2 separate regions of the Mus musculus genome follow, and region 2 is linked to region 1. A link is a contact called in public HiChIP or PLAC-seq data. All regions are on one chromosome and are shown on one strand. The core of a region is the stretch at or near the end of the contact, and the rest is flanking DNA. Distances in the headings are between cores, read along the strand shown.

The links. HiChIP or PLAC-seq counts read pairs in DNA pulled down with a chosen protein or histone mark.
Region 2: an HNF4G HiChIP or PLAC-seq map of pancreatic cancer cells shows a contact between it and region 1. The contact joins two enhancer-like sites. A contact is called at or near these places in 2 of 484 Hi-C or Micro-C datasets (bone marrow-derived macrophages and liver), 1 of 115 datasets of contacts at active chromatin or transcription factors (pancreatic cancer cells) and 2 of 9 other capture datasets (adipose tissue and liver).

The regions. Positions count from the first base shown.
Region 1 is chr10:43,942,241-43,946,321 of GRCm38.p6, forward strand. All of the region lies in intron 8 of Rtn4ip1 (reticulon 4 interacting protein 1), which reads left to right. Among named protein-coding and RNA genes, the nearest start is that of Gm40636, 24 kb to the right of the region's middle. Within about 2 kb of position 1,716, at least 51 of the 459 cell types and tissues checked have an H3K27ac peak or open chromatin away from gene starts, as enhancers often do. A contact at or near this core is called in pancreatic cancer cells, where this site is marked.
Region 2 is chr10:44,093,019-44,097,099 of GRCm38.p6, forward strand. The region is part of intron 1 of Crybg1 (crystallin beta-gamma domain containing 1); the gene reads right to left. Among named protein-coding and RNA genes, the nearest start is that of Crybg1, 54 kb to the right of the region's middle. Within about 2 kb of position 1,958, at least 21 of the 459 cell types and tissues checked have an H3K27ac peak or open chromatin away from gene starts, as enhancers often do. A contact at or near this core is called in pancreatic cancer cells, where this site is marked.

The sequences.
Region 1 (4,081 bases), core at 466-2,965:
ACTGGCCTTTTCAGTGTGGTCACTTGATTGATTTAACTAGTCACATGTGTCTAGACATGTAGCTTTGAAAGAGAATGCAGAGAGTTCTGAGATAGGTGATTTCCCATGTATGGCCAAGCTACCTTAATAGTAGACCATGATCCAAGCCTCAAGCTTCATACTGTGGCTGGATCCTGCTCCATTGGATCCTGACAACCACTCGAAAAGCTTACCAGATACCCCAGCATCTCATCCTGTAGGCTCGATGCTTCTGGGCTCTTTTTATTTTCTTGTTTATTTTTGCCTTGGTTTTTGCTTTTTGTGTTTGTTTTTTTAAACAAGGTTCCAGGTCTCAGTACGTAGCCCAGGCTGCCCTTGAATTAATATGCTCTCACACCTAGCCCCTGGCTTTGGGGTCACATATGTGACCATCATGCTGGCTTTGCTGATTTTTATTACCAAGCTCTTGGAACTGTTTCTTCCACTTGCCTGGCTGGAAGGGACTGCTTTCTGGACGCTCTCCTGGTGGGTACGTCTGTTCTCTTGGAGCACAGCTTCACCCACCATCCTGCTCCTTTAATGTTCCTTTCTGAGCACAGGAAGTGCCTGAGAAACAGCAAGCTGGAACAAAACTCCCCTCTTCCTGTTGTCTTATTATCCCTGGAGATTGAGAACCACCTTCCTCCTGACATTGACATTGACAGGCCTGGGAAGTCCTGGGCTAACAGAAACTGGGGGTGGCCATCCCAGCCATGGCCCTGGGACTATGGTCCTGTTGGCATTCCAGGGGTGTGGATTTGGACTCATGCCAGGAGCTCTTGAGTCTTCCTTGCTATCTGCCATCTGTTGGTCTGTCCTCATGTACCTTACCTTCTGAAAATTTCAGTTCTGTGCCTAGGGGATGTGCCTGCAGAGGACGAGGCTGTGGAGTTTGGGAAAAGTGGACAGACTAACTCCCCAAACACCTTCATGTCATCTGGCAGCACAGTCAAGGACCCCAGGTCCTCACTCTGGCTGTAATCCTGAATCCTTTGGCTTTGCATGGACTACTGGAGCACTTGGGTTTCAGCTTCGTGTTGTAAATACTCAAACACTCATCCCCTGTAGCTCTTCCTGCCCCTCAAAGGCTTGCCCAGTGGCTGCTAAGCAGCAATGCTGTGCGTGGTGAGCTCATACCTAGGGAGGGTCCCATCTTAAAAGGATGCCAGGCGGCAAGTGCTAGATCCTGGGTTCTGTTTAAGGGAGGGAAGTGCGCTCAGGAGACCCCACATGTGGCTCCCACACTGAGTAAGGGCTGCTGCTGTTTCCTGGTCACCTGTGAGCCCTGAGTGTCTGAGGTGCCTATGTAGTGGGAAGTGTGGCTTTGCCTGCTTTATAACTGGGCTCCCCTTGCCAAATGCACTATAGCTGTGTCATCACATAATGTCCCACTTCACTGTGAGTAACCTTTCTGTCCCCTCTCTGGAGTTAACTCTGATCCCTTTGTCTTTAACAGACAGGCATTCTAGGTCCAGTGTGTGGCTGTGCGTGGACACCGTCTCACATTATGCAGCTAATCTCCCCATACTGTCACAGATCCAACCACTGGGGGCATTTGCTTGACTGTAGTTTGAAAGCCTTTTTTCCCCATTGTCATTTACGGGAATTGATAAATGACTCATTATGCCGTGGTCAGCCCTTTCCTGCTCTTTGTCACAAAGGGCCTGCCCAGTCAGATTAAAGTGCACAGACACCACAAGTTGCCCAGTCAACAGGTCAGCTTCTGTGGCTTTGGCAGAGGGCACTGAAGTGAGGCTGGCTTGATGGCTCAGGCAATGGATTCTGGAGTGGAGGCTGTTTGTGAGCCTGCTCTAATCTAGTGATTTACAGGCAGGAGGCTTTGTGAGCTTTGAAGAAGGCAGGGCTATGTGGATGGTAGTGTCTCGTGTATACGAATAAAGCAAAAAAAGGTCATATATTCCCTCAGAAGTGTGTACATACCTTTCTGGAACGTACTCAGTCTGATTGCACTGTACCAAGAGGCTCTGGGGAATGTCTTCCGTATGCTTGCAGGCCATCCATTTATGAACTAAATGGCATTGGGTAACGTGTCCCTGGAGCTCTCAGGGGAGTGAAGGGTTTAGAGTTCATGTGGAACACAACACGGCCCAGTGCCTTCCTTTCTCTTATGAGAGGAGGCAGCTCAGCCCTTAGCATGTTTCTGCAGTGCTGTGCAACGGTCTGGGGTCCTGCTCAGTGCTGGCAGTCATCAGTTAGTAGTACTCTCTATAAGCAGTCTCTCACTTCATCTGTCATCTTGGGGGGCTGAATGCAGCTTTAGAGACCAGCTCTTCAGCTGACGTGTGGAAGGAAGGTTAGGGTTCAGTTGTGATAACTCACTGTAATCCCTGGCCACCTTTCTGCTCCTTCCTGGGTGGAGGTGAAAATCATCAGATGGTAGTGACAGGCAGTGACAGGCCTGTGCAGTAGAGAGAGCAGCGGCAGTGACATCAGTTGAGTCCTGCCACTCGGCACAGTAACTCAGCTCTGTGCTGCAGAATGTCAGAAGAAAGGACCATCACCTACCCGAAGGTTTGTAACTTGGGGGCTTCCCTCCCTCCAACAGTGACGGTGCTTCCCACTTGTGCTGTGACTCTGGGCTTGCAGACTCGTGGGTACAGAAGAATCTTCATCTCTGGGGAGCCTGAGCTCTGACAGTCACATCAGAGGAAATTGCACCAGATGCACCTGAATGTCCTAAACCTTCTCATCCTTTGTCAGAGGAAGAGACTCATTCAGGCTCTGAGTCAGGGTGTGCCTCGTGGCAGCTGATCCTTGTCAGTGGAGCTGTGAGAAGCTGTTCAGGGAGGTGGCCAGGGACAGTGACTGTGTCTGCTGGACATTTGGGAGGAGGAATTGAGGTGGATTTCTGCAGAGAGAGGGTGTTGCTGGGACCTGCTCTCAGGAGGCTTCTGTCAGTACTGAGGCACTGTACAGATAGCTGGCAGTACCCAGACCCTCTGAGGTGGCTGGGCTGGCGTTCCTCAGCCTGTACATGGTTAGCATTCTTCTTCTTCTTCTGCTGCTGCTGCTGCTGCTGCTGCTGCTGCTGAGAGGAAGGAATTCCCAAGGCCCAGAGAGCTCACACAGGACTCTTGCTTCCTACCTCACTGCTTTTCCGTTAGTGCCTATGTGTCGGTATTGTACATGTTGGTATTATAGATGTATAAAGATGAGGTCTATGCACAGATGCTTTCTGCTCTGACTAAATGTATATGCAGATGTTTAAGATGAGAAAACAAGCTGTGCTTGTGTGCTCCTTCCTGTACAGCAGGGAACTCGTCAGAGCCTTGTGCTCAGCTGTAGTAAGTACATTTGAGAAGGGCTCGGTCGTTCCTGGAGTAGCACAGAGGGAGAGCTCCTGCAGGTGAAGGCTAGAAAGGGCTGTGAGGCCAGGGGTGCAGGCGTGCAGAAGAGAGGCTAACAGACCATAGCTTACAGAGTTATAAAGTAACAGAGGCCTGGTGGGAAGGCTCAGTGTAATAGCATTTGCCAAGCAAGTCTCATGCCAGCCTTGATATTTAGTTTTATTTTATGTGCACTAGTGTTTTGCCTGCATTCTGTTTGTGTATGGGTGTTAGAGTCCCTGGAACTGTAGTTGCAGACAATTGTGAGCTGCCATGTGGGTGCTGGAAATTGACCCTTTGGAGTAGCAGCCAGTGCTCTTAACTGCTGAGCCATGTCTTCAGCCCCATGTGTAGGCAGGATAGGAGAGAGCCACTTCCTAAAAGTTGTCTTTTGATTTCTACATATACCAGATAGGGCACTGATCTACACCCACACCAGTCACACATACACACCCACACACACACAACCACACACATAACCACACATGACCACACACGCGCAACCACACTTTAGTAAATAAAATAGAATTTTGAACAAGTGGAAACGCCAAGCAGCATGAAGGCCAAGGTTTGAATGTAGTGTTTGGGAATGCCAGGTTTGGGAGATGTGGCTGGGCTCTGAGCAGTAGTGTCAGCATGACAGAGTGGAGAGAGCTGGGGTAAAGTTGAAACTGAGGGTAAGATTGGAGAGGTGAGATGGAATGGGGAAACATCGG
Region 2 (4,081 bases), core at 708-3,207, 150 kb after region 1:
TTATTGCCTTGTGTAATCCCCACAAGGGACCTACAGGACTGTTGTTACCACTGGCAGTGTTTACAGGTCAGGAAAAGCTCAGAGATCAAGGAATTTACTTGTAGGCATACTAGAAGTTGTAAAACTGAGATCTGTAGTATAAGACAGTTCCATTATTTAGTTTCTTTCTTTCTTTAGAGAGGAATGTGCCTTGTAATAACAGCTAAAAGGAAAAGCCACAGTTTTGGTTTCAGTGATACTGAGGATTCTATATGCAATTCAACTTCCATTTGTGTTTCAATGATGGTGCCCACTTATGTAACCTCAGGAGGACAAGGGGAAAGTCTCTGCATACAGCTTAGAGGTTTATCCTTTTGTTAGTTTATTGTGTGTTCCCAAAAGAGATTCTCTTATACAAAAGGGGTCCAAGGCCCAACATGAGGTTATAACGACTCCTCTGGATCAGTGCTCTGTAAACTCTGGAGGTTCACTTACCCTCTTTGTGGCCAACAATGCCTGTCCCCCTGTGCCCCCTAAAGCATCCCTCCACCCTGAGCATGTGACATCTTTTCATTTTTCAAAGAGAACATAATCCTGATTGTCAAGCTGTAAGTGGTGATATAGCCCACACAAAAACAGGAAATAGAAGAAAATGTAAGAGACACACTGTTGTCAAAGAGTGAAGTTTCAAGGCCACCACCTCCAGCAGGCTTACAAATGAGTGTTTCTATTCCCCTAAGTCTAAAACACTGAAAACCTCCACAAGAGAAGCTGTTCTACAACCAGGCTCACAGCCAGCTCAGCTTTGTTTTAGAGCATCATTGAACATCCTACACTAACAAACAAGGGAAAGAATACCCATTCATTTGGTATCTTAGGTTTCAATGCTGTGAAAAGACACCATGACCAACGTAACTGTTATAAAGGAAAACATTTCATTGGGACTAGCTTACAGTTTCAGAGATTCAATCCATTATCATCATGGCAGGAAACATGGCAGCATGCAGGTAGACACAATGCCAGGAAAGCAAAGAGTCCTACATCTTCATCCACAGGCAACAGAAGGGGACTGACTTCTGCAGGCAACCAAGAGGAGGTTCTGATTCCACACTGGGAGGAACTGGAATATAGAGCCCGCCTACATAGTGATACACTTCCTCCAAGAAGGCCACATCTACGCCAATAAGGCCACACCTCCCAACAGTGCCACTCCCTATGGCCAAGCATTCAAACATAAATTTATGGGGGCCAAATCTATTCAAACCACCACCTTTGGTAAAAAGCCAGAGAAGCTGTTAGCCCTCAGATAACCTGATTGAACACTGCCACAGGTATCCTTCAAGCCCTCTCAGGCTTGCCAGGCTTGTCTAGAATTCAAAATGATGCTTTATACATCACTGGAGTACAATGGACCAAAGGACGGATACCCTTGCTTCATAACAAACATTTCCAATGTCCTTAAAATGGGAATGTAATTTGGTGTCAGAACAGCTCTGTGCTGCATTTGATGGTGTCTGGGCTAAAGAATCTCTCTGTTGTTATGACTCAATTCTTCACTAGGAAATGTGCTGACAGTATAACAGCACCCTCCTAAGATGTAAACAAAGCTCAGCATGGTGGTTCATGCCTGTAATCCCAGCATTAGGAGGTTGAGGCAGGAGGATTGTCATGAGTTCAAGGCCAGCCTAGGCCACACAGTGAGTTCCAAGCGAGCCTTAGTTATAGAGGGAGGCTGTCCCTCAAACACATACCTACAAACTCCCAACCCCCAAACCAAAAGTACATTAGGTATAACTTTGGTATGTATTTAGAGGCCAAATCATGAGGAGCATGGGTGAAAGGAGGGGTGCAAACCAGCAGGACATGGGAAGAATACAACCTAGAGATGACAGGATGGGCTAGCTTGACAGCATGGAGATGTTAAAAGATAGTCAGACCCTAGGCATGCGGACTGCAGGATGAGGGAGTAGAACTGGGAGCTGAGCCAAGACCTATGCACTGTAAACAGACACTCTTCCACTGAGCCATGCCTCCAGGTCCTAGACATGCCTCCAAGTGGAATGTTTTCCATGGCAGTTATAAAACTCTTCCTGAGTCATCATGCCATTCAGATTTACCAAGATGGAGAACACGGGGAGGAGAATATGGGGGAAATTCAGGAGTGGGGTTTTGGGCATGTTATGTTAGAAAGACAAGAAACCCTGTGTGGTGGCACATACCTATGTAATTTCAGTCCTTGGGAGGTGAAGGAAGGAGGATTAGTGCTTAAGATCATCTCTGGCTACACAGTGAGCTTGAAACCAGTTGAAGATACATAGGATCAAAGAAAGGGGTGTAGGCATGTCAGGCATGCTGGTATGCATCTTTAATCCCAGCCCGTTGGAAGTTCTAGGCTAACCAGAGCTACAGAGTGAAACACTGTGGTAATTTGAATGAGAAAGTACCCACAGGCTCATATTCTTGATGATGATGATGATGAACTGTTTGAAAGGATTAGGAGGTGTGTCACTTGGAGTGGGCTTTGAGGTTTCAAAAGCTCAGTAGGTGCAGTCTCTCTGTCTGTCTCTGTCTATCTCTCCCTCTACTTCCCCACAATCCCCTGCAACCAGATGATCATATGTGAGATCTCAGCTAGATGATCAGATGCCATGCCCACCTGCCTGCCACCATGCTCCCTGCCACCTATGCTCATGGACTCACCCTCCAAAACTATAAACCCAGCTGCCAAGTAAATGCAAGGCATTTGCCTTGCAGAACACCAAGGAAGGAGCTGGCAACCGTGTTAAAGAAGGAACTGTGTTAAAGCATGTGGACACTTTACAATGAGGTCAAAACATGAACTTGACAGCCTGGAATAAATGTCAGCCCCCTTTGTTTCCTTAGCCCATAGAAAGAAATCACGGGCGGGACTCTGGACCCAGCTCCCCACTCCGCCTCCATGGAGACAGAAACTGTCCTGGTTGGCAAGTGTGAGCAGAATTCACCTGGCAGGCTTGCTCAACCTCTTCCTCTTGGGAGCCAGGGGCATTCTTCTCTGCTTTCCCAGGGGCAGGCTGTGCTCAAGCAGAGACACCTGAGCTTTCCTGGTTTGTATAGAGCCTGGGCAAGAAAACAGTGCCACACCCGTTGGTGACCTCAGGAGGCTTGCAGGAAGCTTCAGAGGGGTGAGATGGGGGTGGATTTAAGGGGTGAAGGAGACAGTAGCATCAACAATCCTTTTGTCCAGGTTTTCTGTAAGAGGGTCAGAGAAATGAGATGTTGGGTCTAGAAAGAGTGAGTGTCTGCAAAAGACAGTGGACATGACAGCAGACTTGGGGTAGGAATGATGCCATGGGTGCAGACAGCTAATGATGTGGGAATGGCCCAAAGAAATCCTTAAGCAACAGAGAGAGTATGGAGCCAAGAACACAGTGTGGAGGTCTGGCTTTGGACAGGAGCATGGGCACCCCTGGTAAAGGAGCAGAGTTGGGAAAAGGGTACAAATGAAGGTATGTTGGTGGCAGAAGGAAGGGTTCAAGATTCCTATATGACTGATTTCCATTTTAGGGTAGTAAGAAGCAAAATTATAATGGAATGGAGTGTGAGGTTTAAAAGGTTGAGAAAAAAATAAAAGCACAAGGAAATGGAGGACTGAAGGGATATACAGCAAGACATTTCGATCTGCTCTCAGTCCCATTTGGCACTGTGCTCAGAAACTCAGACTGACACCAGCCAGCGTGGTTGTGAGTTGTATCCCCAGTCACCTTCAGTTAGAGGACTGTTTGTCAGCATTGCATCTCTCTCAGATGACCATAAGATACTGGGCAAGGAAGCTGAAGCTGTGTATGAAGTAACAGACCCAAGTCCTACAATGGAGAGACCCAGTAGAAACAATAGAAAAAGCACAGTTCAAGGGTGTGGTGGTTTGAATATGCTTGGCCCAGGGAGTGGCACTATTGGGAGGTGTGGCCTTGTTGGAGTAGGTGTGGCCTTGCTGGAGGAAGTGTGGGGGTGAGACCCTCCTTCTAGCTGGCTGTGAACCATTCTTCTCCAGTTTGCCTTTGGAACATGATGTAAAAGTCTCTGCTCCTCTAGTGCCATGGCTTCTTGGATGCTGCCCTGC